Regions from separate parts of the Mus musculus genome. Here all the other regions are linked to region 3. The links are chromatin contacts, called in public HiChIP or PLAC-seq and promoter capture Hi-C maps. All regions are on one chromosome and are shown on one strand. Each heading gives the region's core, a stretch centred on a gene start, on an enhancer-like site or on the middle of the called end of the contact. The rest is flanking DNA. Distances are from core to core; before and after follow the strand shown. Region 1 has its middle 27 kb from the start of Gm41608. Region 2 overlaps Rab31 (RAB31, member RAS oncogene family). Region 3 holds the start of Ndufv2 (NADH:ubiquinone oxidoreductase core subunit V2).

What was found. Promoter capture Hi-C pulls out the DNA fragments that hold promoters and counts their contacts. HiChIP or PLAC-seq counts read pairs in DNA pulled down with a chosen protein or histone mark.
Region 1: an H3K4me3 HiChIP or PLAC-seq map of embryonic stem cells shows a contact between it and region 3, with 10 times the contacts expected there. The contact joins the enhancer-like site here to the promoter of Ndufv2 in region 3. A contact is called at or near these places in 7 of 39 promoter capture datasets (the 3T3-L1 cell line, cranial neural crest, embryonic stem cells and 2 more), 4 of 484 Hi-C or Micro-C datasets (embryonic stem cells and rod photoreceptor), 24 of 115 datasets of contacts at active chromatin or transcription factors (the NIH/3T3 cell line, astrocytes, craniofacial prominence and 11 more) and 1 of 9 other capture datasets (adipose tissue).
Region 2: a promoter capture Hi-C map of pre-B cells shows a contact between it and region 3, with 3 times the contacts expected there. The contact joins the enhancer-like site here to the promoter of Ndufv2 in region 3. A contact is called at or near these places in 11 of 39 promoter capture datasets (the 3T3-L1 cell line, the C10 cell line, the HPC-7 cell line and 5 more), 1 of 15 datasets of contacts at CTCF or cohesin (the NIH/3T3 cell line), 5 of 484 Hi-C or Micro-C datasets (the HPC-7 cell line, the N1E-115 cell line, Th1 cells and 2 more), 6 of 115 datasets of contacts at active chromatin or transcription factors (embryonic stem cells, fetal liver, large pre-B cells and 1 more) and 2 of 9 other capture datasets (adipose tissue and liver).

Annotation. Positions count from the first base shown.
Region 1 is chr17:66,477,659-66,481,892 of GRCm38.p6, reverse strand. No RefSeq gene overlaps it. Among named protein-coding and RNA genes, the nearest start is that of Gm41608, 27 kb to the left of the region's middle. RefSeq lists an enhancer at 1-3,497. Within about 2 kb of position 2,387, at least 124 of the 459 cell types and tissues checked have an H3K27ac peak or open chromatin away from gene starts, as enhancers often do. A contact at or near this core is called in craniofacial prominence, differentiating embryonic stem cells, embryonic basal ganglia and 8 more, where this site is marked.
Region 2 is chr17:65,723,120-65,726,888 of GRCm38.p6, reverse strand. All of the region lies in intron 1 of Rab31 (RAB31, member RAS oncogene family), which reads left to right. Among named protein-coding and RNA genes, the nearest start is that of Rab31, 48 kb to the left of the region's middle. Within about 2 kb of position 2,423, at least 152 of the 459 cell types and tissues checked have an H3K27ac peak or open chromatin away from gene starts, as enhancers often do. A contact at or near this core is called in the HPC-7 cell line, the N1E-115 cell line, Th1 cells and 5 more, where this site is marked.
Region 3 is chr17:66,099,426-66,103,444 of GRCm38.p6, reverse strand. Ndufv2 (NADH:ubiquinone oxidoreductase core subunit V2) reads left to right here and starts at 1,886. Exons shown (of 8, transcript NM_028388.3): 1 at 1,886-2,030. The coding sequence starts at 1,980.

The sequences.
Region 1 (4,234 bases), core at 1,138-3,637, 380 kb before region 3:
TCAGAGACATAGCCATATTCATATCAAGGCTCGACAGGACCATATTTATACGTCCATTCATCTGTTTACTTATTTCTTTGGTTTGGTGTTTCAAGACGTGGCTTCTCTGGGTAGACCTGGGTGTCCTAGAACTCATTTTGTAGCCGGGCGGTGGTGGCGCACGCCTTTAATCCCAGCACTTGGGAGGCAGAGGCAGGCAGATTTCTGAGTTCGAGGCCAGCCTGGTCTACAAAGTGAGTTCCAGGACAGCCAGGGCTATACAGAGAAACCCTGTCTCGAAAACAAACAAACAAACAAAAAACAGAAGTGTAGACTGTTAGCATTCAGTCTAAGCTCCGCCCCACAGTTACCTAGCAATCGCTAAGTATGCCTGACTCACTATAAAAGGGGCCACTTGGCCCCTCCTCACTCTGTTGCTTTCTTGCCTTCTTTCTCCCCATTCCCTGCCCCCCCTCCATCCCCATGTCTCCATGTACTCATTGCTTATGGCCGGCCTCTACTTCTCCCCCCACCTTTCCCTCTCCTCTCCTCTTCCTTTTGCTGCCTCTACTACCCTCTTAACTCCCTTCCCCATGTCCTTAATAAACTCTATTCTATACTATCCCGTCATGTGCTGGTCCCTCAGGGGGAAGGGATGCCTCAGCATGGGCCGCCAAGGCACCTCCTTTCCCCATACCTGACTACACCTCCATAAAACATACTGCCCCCCCCCCCTTTATCTTTTTATAAACACATTCTGTTCACATTCATGAGATTCCCCTGCCTCTCAGCCTGGCGGTTGGTGTGTGATGTAATTACTCCTAAGACACTTGGGGATGGGCCTGATGGCAGGTGTGTCCTGAAGGTGTAAATGAGTGTCTGAATGGATGGTGACTGGTGATCAATTGTGTCTGCCAAGGAGGGAAGCAAGCAAGAAAGGAAATTCCGTGTGCAGTAATGTGACTTTGTGGGTACAAGGATCAATTTAAATCGGCAGTGTACGCTTACTGTTTGGGAAATCTGCCTTGGCGTACTTCAATAACAATTCACACAGACAAGCGTCACTACCGTACTGTAGTGAGCATTTAGCGTTAATTGCCTTACAGAAGCATGTTGCTCCCATACAAAATGACAAATGTCACAGCTACGCTTTAACCTATTAGTATAAATTAAATCATAAACAGCGACAGTCGCGGGTGGATCAGTGGCACTGAGCAATCTATGAGGGAACGGGAGGCTGGGGGCTGGTCACACTGGCTGCAGGCCATCTGCGCTGATGAGGGGAGGTCAGCCTGTACCAGTGCACAGGGTCGCCTCAATGCTAAGGACTCGATAAAAATTCTCTCCTCCTCCAGTCCTCCTGAATTTTACCAAGGAAAGCAGCCCTGCTGATGTGGGGGAGACTAGCAGAGACTGGAAGCCACACCCTTTCCCAAGACCAATTTGCACTTGCAGCTGGGCTCCTGACCTCCGGAGACTGCCAGCTAATCGGATCACGTTGAACCAGGGCGGGGAGGCCCTGGGACCCATCAGATAGGCAATACTGGGCTCTCCAAGCCACAGTAACTTCTGCCCAGGAGGAGCCTGTTTAAGCCGAGAAGAACCCGCCCAGACACACACACAACCCCCTCCCAAAAAAGAGGCTAACTTTGTTTTGAAAGTCATCCTAAAATGCCCTCCTTAGGATTATGACTTTGCGTAGGCCCTTTTGGTTTGTGACTGACAACCTCCGATTTGACCACTTTATTTTTATCGCCGTACCACAGATTCTTCAGGTTAGCGTTGAATTTGAGTTAGGCTACGACGAAAACAAAGAGTTGGCCTCCCAGTTCAGCTTTGCTAATTGAAATGTGAAAACAAGAGTAAGAAGGCAGGACAATAGGGGTCCGGGCTAAACCTTTATTCTACAGCTCCCGCAACAGCCGCGCCTTTCTTTGTCCCTCTAGACACCCGTAGGCTCAGTGACTTCAGAGGGAAGGCTCCAGCTGTATGCAAAGCGCAGGGTCGGAGGTGGAGGCTGTGGCAAAGGGTGCTGTGTGCCGTACTGGATTTCCATATCAATAGCTGCCTATTCTGTCTTCCTTTCTGTTTCTTCCCCCACTTCTTGGTTAAGGATGACCTTGAACGGCCTATCTTCCCCCACCCTCCTAACCCCCCACCCCCGCTTCCAAGTGCTGAATTTACAGGCTTCTGTCACAACTCCCCGTTTTGGATGAATTTATTCTCAAAGGAGCTTGCGAAACAAGCGGATTTTGGTCACCTGATGTCTGAACCAGGGACTCCAAGATAGAGGGAAAGTGACTTATCTAGGATCCATGGCTTCTAACCAGCAGAATGGAAACTCCCTTCAGAGACTCTCATACAGTCTTGGCCCACAACCTACATGCAGCCTGGTGGGTTCGTACAGCTCCTCGGAGCATGCGTGCGCTGAGGCTGCCTAAGCGGGCGAGCACAGCTCCTCGGAGCATGCGTGGGCTGAGGCACGCTAGTCTTGCTTTCCTCCTTTCTCCACTGTCTGTCATGCTCTCCCTCTGTCACCTGTCCTCTAGGAGTGTGGTTTGGAGAGCTGATCCACGCTTCCCTGCCCTCTTGTCTTTGTGAGGGAAGGAGGTCGGTGGTACCAGGAGCGCTGAGGCCTGAGGTCTCTATACACTGTTTTAGAGGGGACAGGGGGGTACAAGCGATACGGAGGAGGAGAGAATGAGTCCAGAGGACAGCTTGGAACAGAGCCGGCTGGGCGTCAGTTCCGCCAAGCCTCAGAAAGGAGACGAATGCAATGGTTTTCCTTTTTTGATGGTCCAATATTGAGGCAGGTTAAGGGATATCAGGGAAAGCTTTTTCCAGAGCCTGCTGGTCTCCAAAGGGCTTTCATTGATAATCACTAGAGGCTGGAAAGGGCACGGCGGTTAAGGGAAGCGATTGCCCTACAGAGAGCCTGACTCAGTCCCCAGCACCCATGTCAGGCAGCTCACAACCACCGATATAACTCCATCTCCAAAGGATCTGACCCTTCTGGCCTCTGATTGGCACCTGTACTCACATACACAGACATACTCAAACAGACAGGCATACACGCATACCACCATACCCGTCTCTTCTTTTAATTGACAAACAATAATTGTGCATGGGCATGTATGTATCACACGATTTTTTTTTTTAAACACAGTCATGTTTTAAAAGATTTATGTATTTTTACTAACGTGTATGTGCATGCATCTGTGTGAATTTTATGTGTACCATTTCATGAAGGTGCCTGTGCAGACCGGAGGGTGGCAGATGTCCTGACACTGGAGTCATAAGTGATTGGGAGTCACCTCATGTGATGGGCTAGGGTCCTCCCTTAGGTCTTCTGCAAGAGCTAGACTCACTCTTAGCTACTTTGAGGGCCTGCCAGCGACACCCGCTCTCTGGGTAGAATGCAATGAAACAGTCTATTTCTAGTCTGCAGATAGATGATGACATGTGGCCTCTGTAATCCACCGTAGGAAAAAGATTACCGTGCACACACTGGTTCTGTGTGAGCCAAAGTATCCTGCTCTAAGTTTTCATCAGCTAAATTGATCTTCATCTTTGGGTGGTTTACGTTTGTAAATGTGGCAAGTGCTAGTAGTGATAGACTTCTCAGCTTGAATAATGTGGAGAAAAGAGTGAGGTTTTTGCACTTATAAATGAGAAATGGGAGTGGTACAAGTCTCTCAAGCAACGTAAGATAAGATGTGAAACATTCAAGTTGGTAGTTGACCCCATTTTATTTGATTGAGAAAATACTTCATTATAAAATATTTTAACCCTTCATTTTCCTCCTGTAAGTAGCTATTTTCTCTTTATAAAATGGGAAAGGAAATTTGAAAAAAAATTCCAAATTCAGGAGGTAAGCCATTTCACCTTGAAATGGCCACCAAGCATCCCATGGTGTGAACAGGACTCTGGAGCATTGCTTCTGCAAGAAAGGCAACTCTGTGTTTTTGTTTTTGTTTTTGTTTTCTTAGAGACAGGGTTTCTCTGTATAGCCCTGGCTATCCTGGAACTCACTGTGTAGACCAGGCTGGCCTCAAACTCAGAAATCCGCCTGCCTCTGCCTCCCGAGTGCTGGGATTAAAGGTGTGCGCCACCACGCCCGGCTAACTCTGGGTTTTTTTTCAGGGTAGAGTTTCTCTGTGTAGCACTGCCTGTCTTGGGACTTGATTCAGGACATGTATGAGACCAGGCTGGTCTCAAACTCAGACAGACAGACAGACAGACAGACAGACAGACA
Region 2 (3,769 bases), core at 1,174-3,673, 380 kb after region 3:
ATGGCCTGTGGTAGTTTCAAAATACAGAGTGGAAGGACTGTTCATAGACAAGTTTCCATTAGCAGCCAGGGCCCCCGCTCTCTGTCTTTTTGTTTTCTGAGACAGGGTTCTCTGTGTAGCCCTGGCTATCCTGGAACCCGCTCTGTAGAGCTGGCTGGACTAACTCAGAGTTCCTCCTGCCTCTGTCGTGAGTGCGGGGATTCTCAGTCTTTTGAAATGGATTAAAAAACAAAACAAAATAAAAAAACCAAACCAAACCAAAAACCAGTTGGTTTCTACTTCTGCTGCCATGCGTGGGACTCACTGCGTGGGAGTCATCATCCTGACTCACTGATCTTGTCTCCATGAATTCCGGTCTTGATCCAGTTAGCGTGGATCCATCCCAGTCAGGTCCTGGCCTGCAGGGGTGGGGGGTGGGGGTGGGGAAGGAAGGCCCACTAGGCTCTCCAGCCAGCAGGTGAGCAGCTCTTCCCCTTGTGGTCATCGGCAGAACTACAGCTTCTCAAAGCTGAGTTCTGGAAGCCCATAGGCCTGACCTGTCACCAGTCAGATTTCTTAGCCGCATTCTTGATCAAATATCCTATTTTCTGGCCAATTTAAAATTAATATATTTTGTTATATATTTTCTATGAAATGTATAAGAGGTACATACTGGGTCAAGCTGCGAATGTAAGACAAGTGTAGATTTGACAGGCATCCAGCTACATTTGAGCCAGCTTTGCTACTTTAGCTCGCCAGAAATGCTGTCTTTTTCCTGGGTCATCTGTAGAAAGGCAGAGAGTGGAGTCAATAATTGTAACTTTCACTGGGAAGAGTATTTCAGGGGTTGGCCTTCAGGCAGGGTGGGCTGATTTAGGGGGAATGAGGTAGAGCAGAGGTCCCCCCCTCCCTCAGTGTGTCCTCCCCAGGTGAGAGTAACAGTGGACAGGAAGTAGCATTGTTCATCACTGGTGTGTGGCAGGGGTGGAGACACCACCCTGAGAGCCCAGCCAGAGAGTTCAAGGAAGGCGTCTCAGGCCAGAAGAACTGTGGACATTTCTTTTCTTTTTCTCTTTCTGTTTATTTTTTCTTTTTCTTTTCCTTGTTTCTTTCTTTTTCTTTCTTTCTTTTTTTTCTTTTTTTCTTTTTCTTTCTTTTTTTTTTTTTTTTTTTACTTTTTGTTTGATGGTTTTGTTTCTGTGTCCTCGTTTTGAAGCAGGGTTTCTCATTGTAACAGCCCTGGCTGTCCAGGAATTGCATTGTATACCAAACCTTTGTTGTGCCAGCGAACACAGGAGCCAAGCTGAGGCAACTCACAGCAGGGTCTTTATTCTGTTTGAGCTAGCTCGCCCCCCCACCCCCACCCCAAGGTCACGCAAGACAGTTTTGGTGGTGGGGAAGCCTGAAACGTCTATTAGGGCAAGGCAAGCATCTAATTGGAGAGCTACCGTGGCCTTTAACATAATTGGCTGGTGCTGTGAGTCATATCATAAACTTAACTTGTGGGGTCGGGCATGGTGGCGCATGTCTTTAATCCCAGCACTTGGGAGGCAGAGGCAGGTGAATTTCTGAGTTCAAGGCCAGCCTGGTCTACAGAGTGAGTTCCAGGACAGCCAGGGCTACAGAGAGAAACCTTGTCTCCAAAACACCAAAAAACCAAAACCAAAAAAAAAACCAAACCAAAAAAACCCTTAACTTTTGCTCCCCTCTGCATTGGTGGTCTTTAGGCAAGGTGTGGGCTTGTGACCTGGGGTGCAGGTCTGTTGGGGGAATAACCTGGAGACACTGGTCTTGTTGAGGGTATAGCCTGGAAACGCTGGTTTTGTTGGGGATTAGCCTAGAGACTAGAGCTAGGCTAATTTTTTTGTTGTTGTTGTGGAGTAGCAACTTGTTCAAATTTAGGTCAGGTTCTCTAAATGAAGTCTGAACTTGAGAGATTTGGCATCTCACCTTGAACTCACAGAGATCTGCTTGTATCTGTGCCCCCTGCCCCTTCCCCGTGCCTCCCCTCCCCCGTGCTGGAATTAAAGGCCAGCAAACTACGAGCATTTTCTAATTGGCTCATAGTTTTAGGGTACGGAGTTGGACGAGCCCAGGTGTTACCTAAAAACATGTGAGGGAGGAGGGGAGGAAGGGGAGGAGAAGAGAGGGGAGGAGGAGGGGAGGAGGAGGAGGAGGAGGAGGAGGAGGAGGGGAGGAGGAGGAGGAGGAGGAGGAGGAGGAGAAGAAGGAGAGAAAATTAATTAATTAAAAAAAAATTAAAGACTCCATTCACTGCCACCACTGCCTTTGGCCTGCACTTTTCTGGCCCGGGTCCTCACCACCCCCACCAGTGACAGCTCATTTGTCCCTCCTCAGCTGCTTTAAGCCCTTCCTTCAACCATGCCACCCTCAGGGGAATGGAAACTACACAGCTGCTCTGCCCCGCTCTGCCCTGCTCTGCCCTGCCCAGGAAGGCACCGGAAACGCCCTGTGCTGCAAGGGTTCCTCCAGGAAGCAACTGTGTCCTAGAAGTTGCTGGGCGGGCCGAGTGGCAGCCTCACCCTGGCTGGACCCACGCCCCGTTCTTCTACTTTACATCATGGTCCGTGGTTTAAGAGTCCTTTCTCAGGCATCTTCCATCTGTTTCTTCATTCTTCGCTCGCTCTAGCCATAAGCATCTCCGAAACCCTGCTTTCTCTGTACTGACCGTAGGCTGGACCCCACCGGTATCGGTTATCAGCTACCTCCCTGGTTTGCAAACTCCATTAGAGGGAGGTGGTAGGCTACCTTTCCTGGCCTGCAGGGTTCCCAGACACAGTAGGGAGGGTCTGAACACTCAGAGGTGCCCACCCACGTCCAACCCCAGCACGCAGGGCTCTGAAGCAGATGCTCCACCTGGCTCTCCTCCCTCACATGTTTTTAGGTCACACCCAGGATCATCCCTATTCTTTACCCCAAAAGTGCTGCTTGGAGAGAGCTGCCCTTAGTTCTCTTGGCTGGAGAACTATGTACTTCCTTGTACTTCTTTATTCTTTGGACTCTCTGCCGGGCTCTCAGGGTGTTGTGGTGGCTCCGCCCCTGCCATGCACCAGCCATGACAGATGTTACATCCTCTCAATTGACATGCTCACCTGGGGCGCATGCATGGGGGCGTGGCGGAGAGCTCCACCCTAAGTCCATTCCACAGATCAGCTGAGCAGAGCCGGCCTGAAGGCCAGCCCTTGAAATACCCTTCATGGTGAAAGCGCTAAGCTGTTTTACGATTATTAACTCCAGTCCTTGCCTTCTGCAGATGGCTCAAGTGAAACGCCAGCTTTTTTGGTGAGCTAGAGAAGCAAGATGATCATCTGTCAGAGGGCAACTTGGGGGAGTTCTCTTCTATCAAGAGTGTCCTGGGGATTGAACTCAGTTCATCCATCATTCTTCATGTACCCGTTTTCTAAGCCAGTTTCTCAGCCACTTGATTAGAATCTTTCAAAAAAAAATTGTATGGATATTTTGTCCAAATGTATTTTCCGTGCATCATGTTTACGCAATTGCCTGTAGAGACCAGAAGAGGATATTAAGTCCCAGATGTCCAGTGGAACTGGGATCACAGATGTTTGTGGGCTGTTGCGTTGTGGTGCTTGGAACTGAACCTGGGTCTTCTGCAAGAGCAGCAAGCATTCTTAACTACTGAGCCATCTTGTCAGCCTAAAACTTTGTTTTTGTTTTTTTGTTTTTGTTTTTAATCACACCTTTAGGGGTTGGGAATGTAACTCAGTTGGTAGTAGAGTGGGTGAAGTGCATGAAGCTCTCTCTCTGGGTT
Region 3 (4,019 bases), core at 637-3,136:
AGTAGAAGTAGCTTCACTGATTTAGAAAAAATAGAGGTGCACAATGCTCTGGCCGCTCCTTGAACCCGTGTATCTGCCAATGTTCTGACCGTTCCTTGAACCCAGGTGTGTGCCCACTGCTGCACCTCACTGTTTGTGATATTGGTTGCTGGGATAGAGTCGGAAAATCTCCCCAGCAACCACAGCTGGGCCAATCCTGAGTTACTGTACCTTCATTAAACTCTTTCCTTGTTTCCCTCCCATACCCATTTCTTGAGAAATCAATCCTTTTACATTGTTTAGATCTGGAAATCCCCTACTCCCCCACTTCTCCTTTCCCCCCTGAGGGCCTATAAAAACTGGGACCCCCTTTTCCCTTGGGGTCGACTCCTCTACCCCTGCATGGGATATGAGTCGTCCCAAGAGCTCTGGCTTTCCCAGAATAAAGCCTCATGTGGTTTACATCAAGCTTGGTCTCTTGTGAGTTCTTGGGGATCCGCTATTATCCCAAGACTTGAGTGAGGGTCTTTTAGCTTCACCTATAGCGAGTTTGGGACCAGGTTGGGCAACATGAGACTCTGAAAAGGCCAAAGTATTACAGCTGCTAATGATGGTGACAATATGTTTGGGTGCACACAATAAAACAAATCAGTAATGGGACCCGGATTATTTTTTCTTTTTCAGTATCTTTTCATTCCCTCAGAGAAGTACTGAAGCAAATTTATTAGTGGTAAACTAATACTGGAGATAATGCAATAGGAACTAAAGAATTTAGTATCATTGGTTAGAAACACTATTTCTTGAGTCGAATAATAATTTTTTTTTTTTTTTTTTTTGGTTTTTCGGGACAGGGTTCCTCTGTGTAGCCCTGGCTGTCCTGGAACTCACTCTGTAGACCAGGCTGGCCTCGAACTCAGAAATCTGCCTGCCTCTGCCTCCAGAGTGCTGGGATTAAAGGCGTGCACCACCACGCCCGGCTGAGTCTAATAATTTGTAGAATATGATTCACACAGGTTGCAATGGATTATCTTGGGTGGTTTTTTTTGTTGTTTTTTGTTTTTTTAAAAAAACAAACTCATGACGAATAACCTTTCAGAATCTTCATTCTGTTGTCAAAATTACGGAAACTATTCACAACTTTATTATAGCAAAAAGAAAGGGGTGGATAGAGAAGACACACACAAAACGACAGTCAGAAGAAGAGTCAAGAATAAGTTAAAAGCCCAAGGTGGCAGTATGCGCCTGTCTGAAGGTTGAGGATCACTCAAAACCTGTGTAAAATACCGACAGCTGGAAACAGCACGATGCGTACTAAAGCTGCTAGGAGTTTCCTGAGATCAAACAAAAATCAAGAAGACAGTAGGTTCCTCCCTCCACCAGTTTTATCATGGAAAATGTCTAGAGCATACACAAGCACAAAGAATATTTGTTCGTCTACCGCGCAGCATCAACAGTCATCATTTCTACCTCCCACTCACTGGCATCCCGAAGTCAATTCCAGTTTAGCCTGTCGTTTTACAGACTCTAACGCAAAGGCTTGGGAGCCAAGGCACTTGCTGTCCAAGTCCACTAGGTGGCAGCCCTTTAAATACGATCGTATGTAAGAAAAGACTCAACCAAACGAATTTTGAAAGAAATAACTGCAATACCAGAGGAGGTGTTTGACAGAACAAACACAAGATCCCCCAGAAGGTACGCCTCGTCCTCAACAAACACAAGAGCCTCGAGAAGGCGAGCCTCGTCCTCAGGGCGGGGACTCAGCTGGCCCAACCGGGCCGGCCTTTTAGGGACTGGGCTGTTTCGGGCCCGCCCACCGGTCCCAGCAGCCCTCGCGCGCCGCTGCGTCAGGAACGGCGTACCGTTCGGGACGCCCAGGCCAGGGCTCGTGAGCGCGCGCGCGCCGTGCGTCCTGGGCGCGGGGCCGCGCGCGCCGGGCCTCCGGGCTCGTTCGTTCCCAGTCAGCCTAGAGCGGCCGGGGTCGGAGCATCGCGTACCCCGCCATGTTCTCCTTGGCGCTGCGGGCCAGGGCGACCGGCCTCGCTGCTCAGTGGGTAAGAGGCTCGGGGTGAACCCCGGGCACTGTCGCCACAGTCTCCCGCTCTTCGTGCCTCCCTTAGCTTTTAGTCCTCGGAGACCCCTAGGCGCTGGACAGGTCAGCTGGCGGCGGCGGGGACGCCGCGGCCTTCGTCCTCAGTGCCTCCGGGATGCTCCGCAGCTGCGGTGGCGGCGGGTGGCGGGCCGCCCGCACCGGGCCGGGGAAAGTCACCCCTAACTTAGTCAAGGTCAGGAAGGCGATTGTCATTTATCCTGGTGCGGAAGCTAGTGGGGGGCCCTGGCGGCCCGCTGCTTCCAGGATCCTAGCAGCGAAGCTTTGGGCTGCTTGTCTGTCAGGCATAGCGGCTGCGCTGCATCGGATTTAAAAGCATGCTGGAGAAAACGCTGATAGGCTTGGTAAAGGCTTGCCGAGTTCCTTCAGGACTAGATAAAGGTGACCAGCGTTTCATTTACTGAAGTTGTTCATTCATTTTAGGAAATGCTCGGCAGAGAATCGTAGGAATTAACCGTGAGAGAATAGTAGTAGCACGAGTAACCGCACTGACCAAAGAGTCGTAGTTCTATGGCCATTTGAGTGTCAGGTGCATCTCAGATAGGCCAAGGAATTGAACTGAAGTTGAAACACTGAAGCGAAGCTAAAATGCAGATTCCAGGGCCTGCGAGGTAGCTCAGGGTGGAAAGGTGCTGGCCTCCAGGTGTGAGGACTAGTTGTGGTCTGACCTTCACAAGCTGAGCTTGTGTCCGGAGAGTGCATGGGCACACAGAAAGTAATGGCTATTGAAATTAACTACATGGCAACTACAGGGAAGAAAGAAGCCTTATTTGTTTGGTTGGATTTTATTTTCCTAACAGTAAAACAAAAACTAAGTTCTCAACAAAAGACTATATATATATATATATATATATATATAGTGTGTGTGTGTGTGTAAACAAACCATTTGGGGCTTTAGACTTAGGCATCCCAGGTGACCTTTTGTAGTTATGTGACATGACCTAGAGAATTAGTCTTTGTTTCTTTAGCTGTGAAATGGGAATGTTGAGTCTGTCCCTAGTTATTTGAAGCCTTAATGTACTTCTAGGTCCAGGTAACAGTGTGAATTGGATTATAGTACTTTTTTTTTTTCCTTTTGAAATTAGATCTCACCATGCAGCCCTGGCTGGCCTGGAGCCTGCTAAGTGTGGCATGTAGGCCTTGAATGTTTGCTGGTCTTCTTGCCTTGACTCTTGAGTGCTGAGATTACAGGTGTGAGCTTCCATGCCCTGCTGGAGTAGAGTAATGATGGGTGATGTTTGATGGCCCCTTGCTGTGTATTTGATAGGTGAATTTATATCTTATTTTAGAGGGTGGTGCAGTGTTTTCATCACTACAAATTAGAAACAGAATTCCCAATTTTTGTGGGGAACATGTAAGAACACTAATAAGGTTCATACGTGTATGGTTGGTCACATCTGATATCCTAGCATTTAGGAGTTAGAGCCAGGAAAATCAGAATGTTTGCTATCATTAACTATATAGTGAGTTTGAGGTTAGTCTGGCCTATATAAATTCCTGTTTGTAAAATATCCCCAACTCAAATCCCAGCCTCCTACAACAAACAAAGAGGTGTCCCTGGTAGTGTAGACTAGTAAAGAGTCAGTGAAAGGTTTTATATACAGTAAGGGTTCTGCTCTGAGTAGATGACTGGTGTAGGAGTGGAGGTGGACTAGGTCTGATTGGAGTCAGAAACTGGAAGGTTACATAGGTAAGAGAGGCTCTGAGAATCATTCAGTTGAGGAGGAGACTAAGAAGTAGGGGCAAAAAAGCTCCCATAGACATCTTCTGTTTCTTTTGTTTTTGAGGCAAAGGGTAACAAGAGGTGTAGTTGAAAAGCAGGGTTTTGTTTTGTGGGTGGTGTTTTGAGACAGAGTTTATGTAGTTTATGTAGCCTTGACTGGCCTTCCAGGAAGACTAGCCTGGCCATAAACTCAGGGATCCACCTGCACTC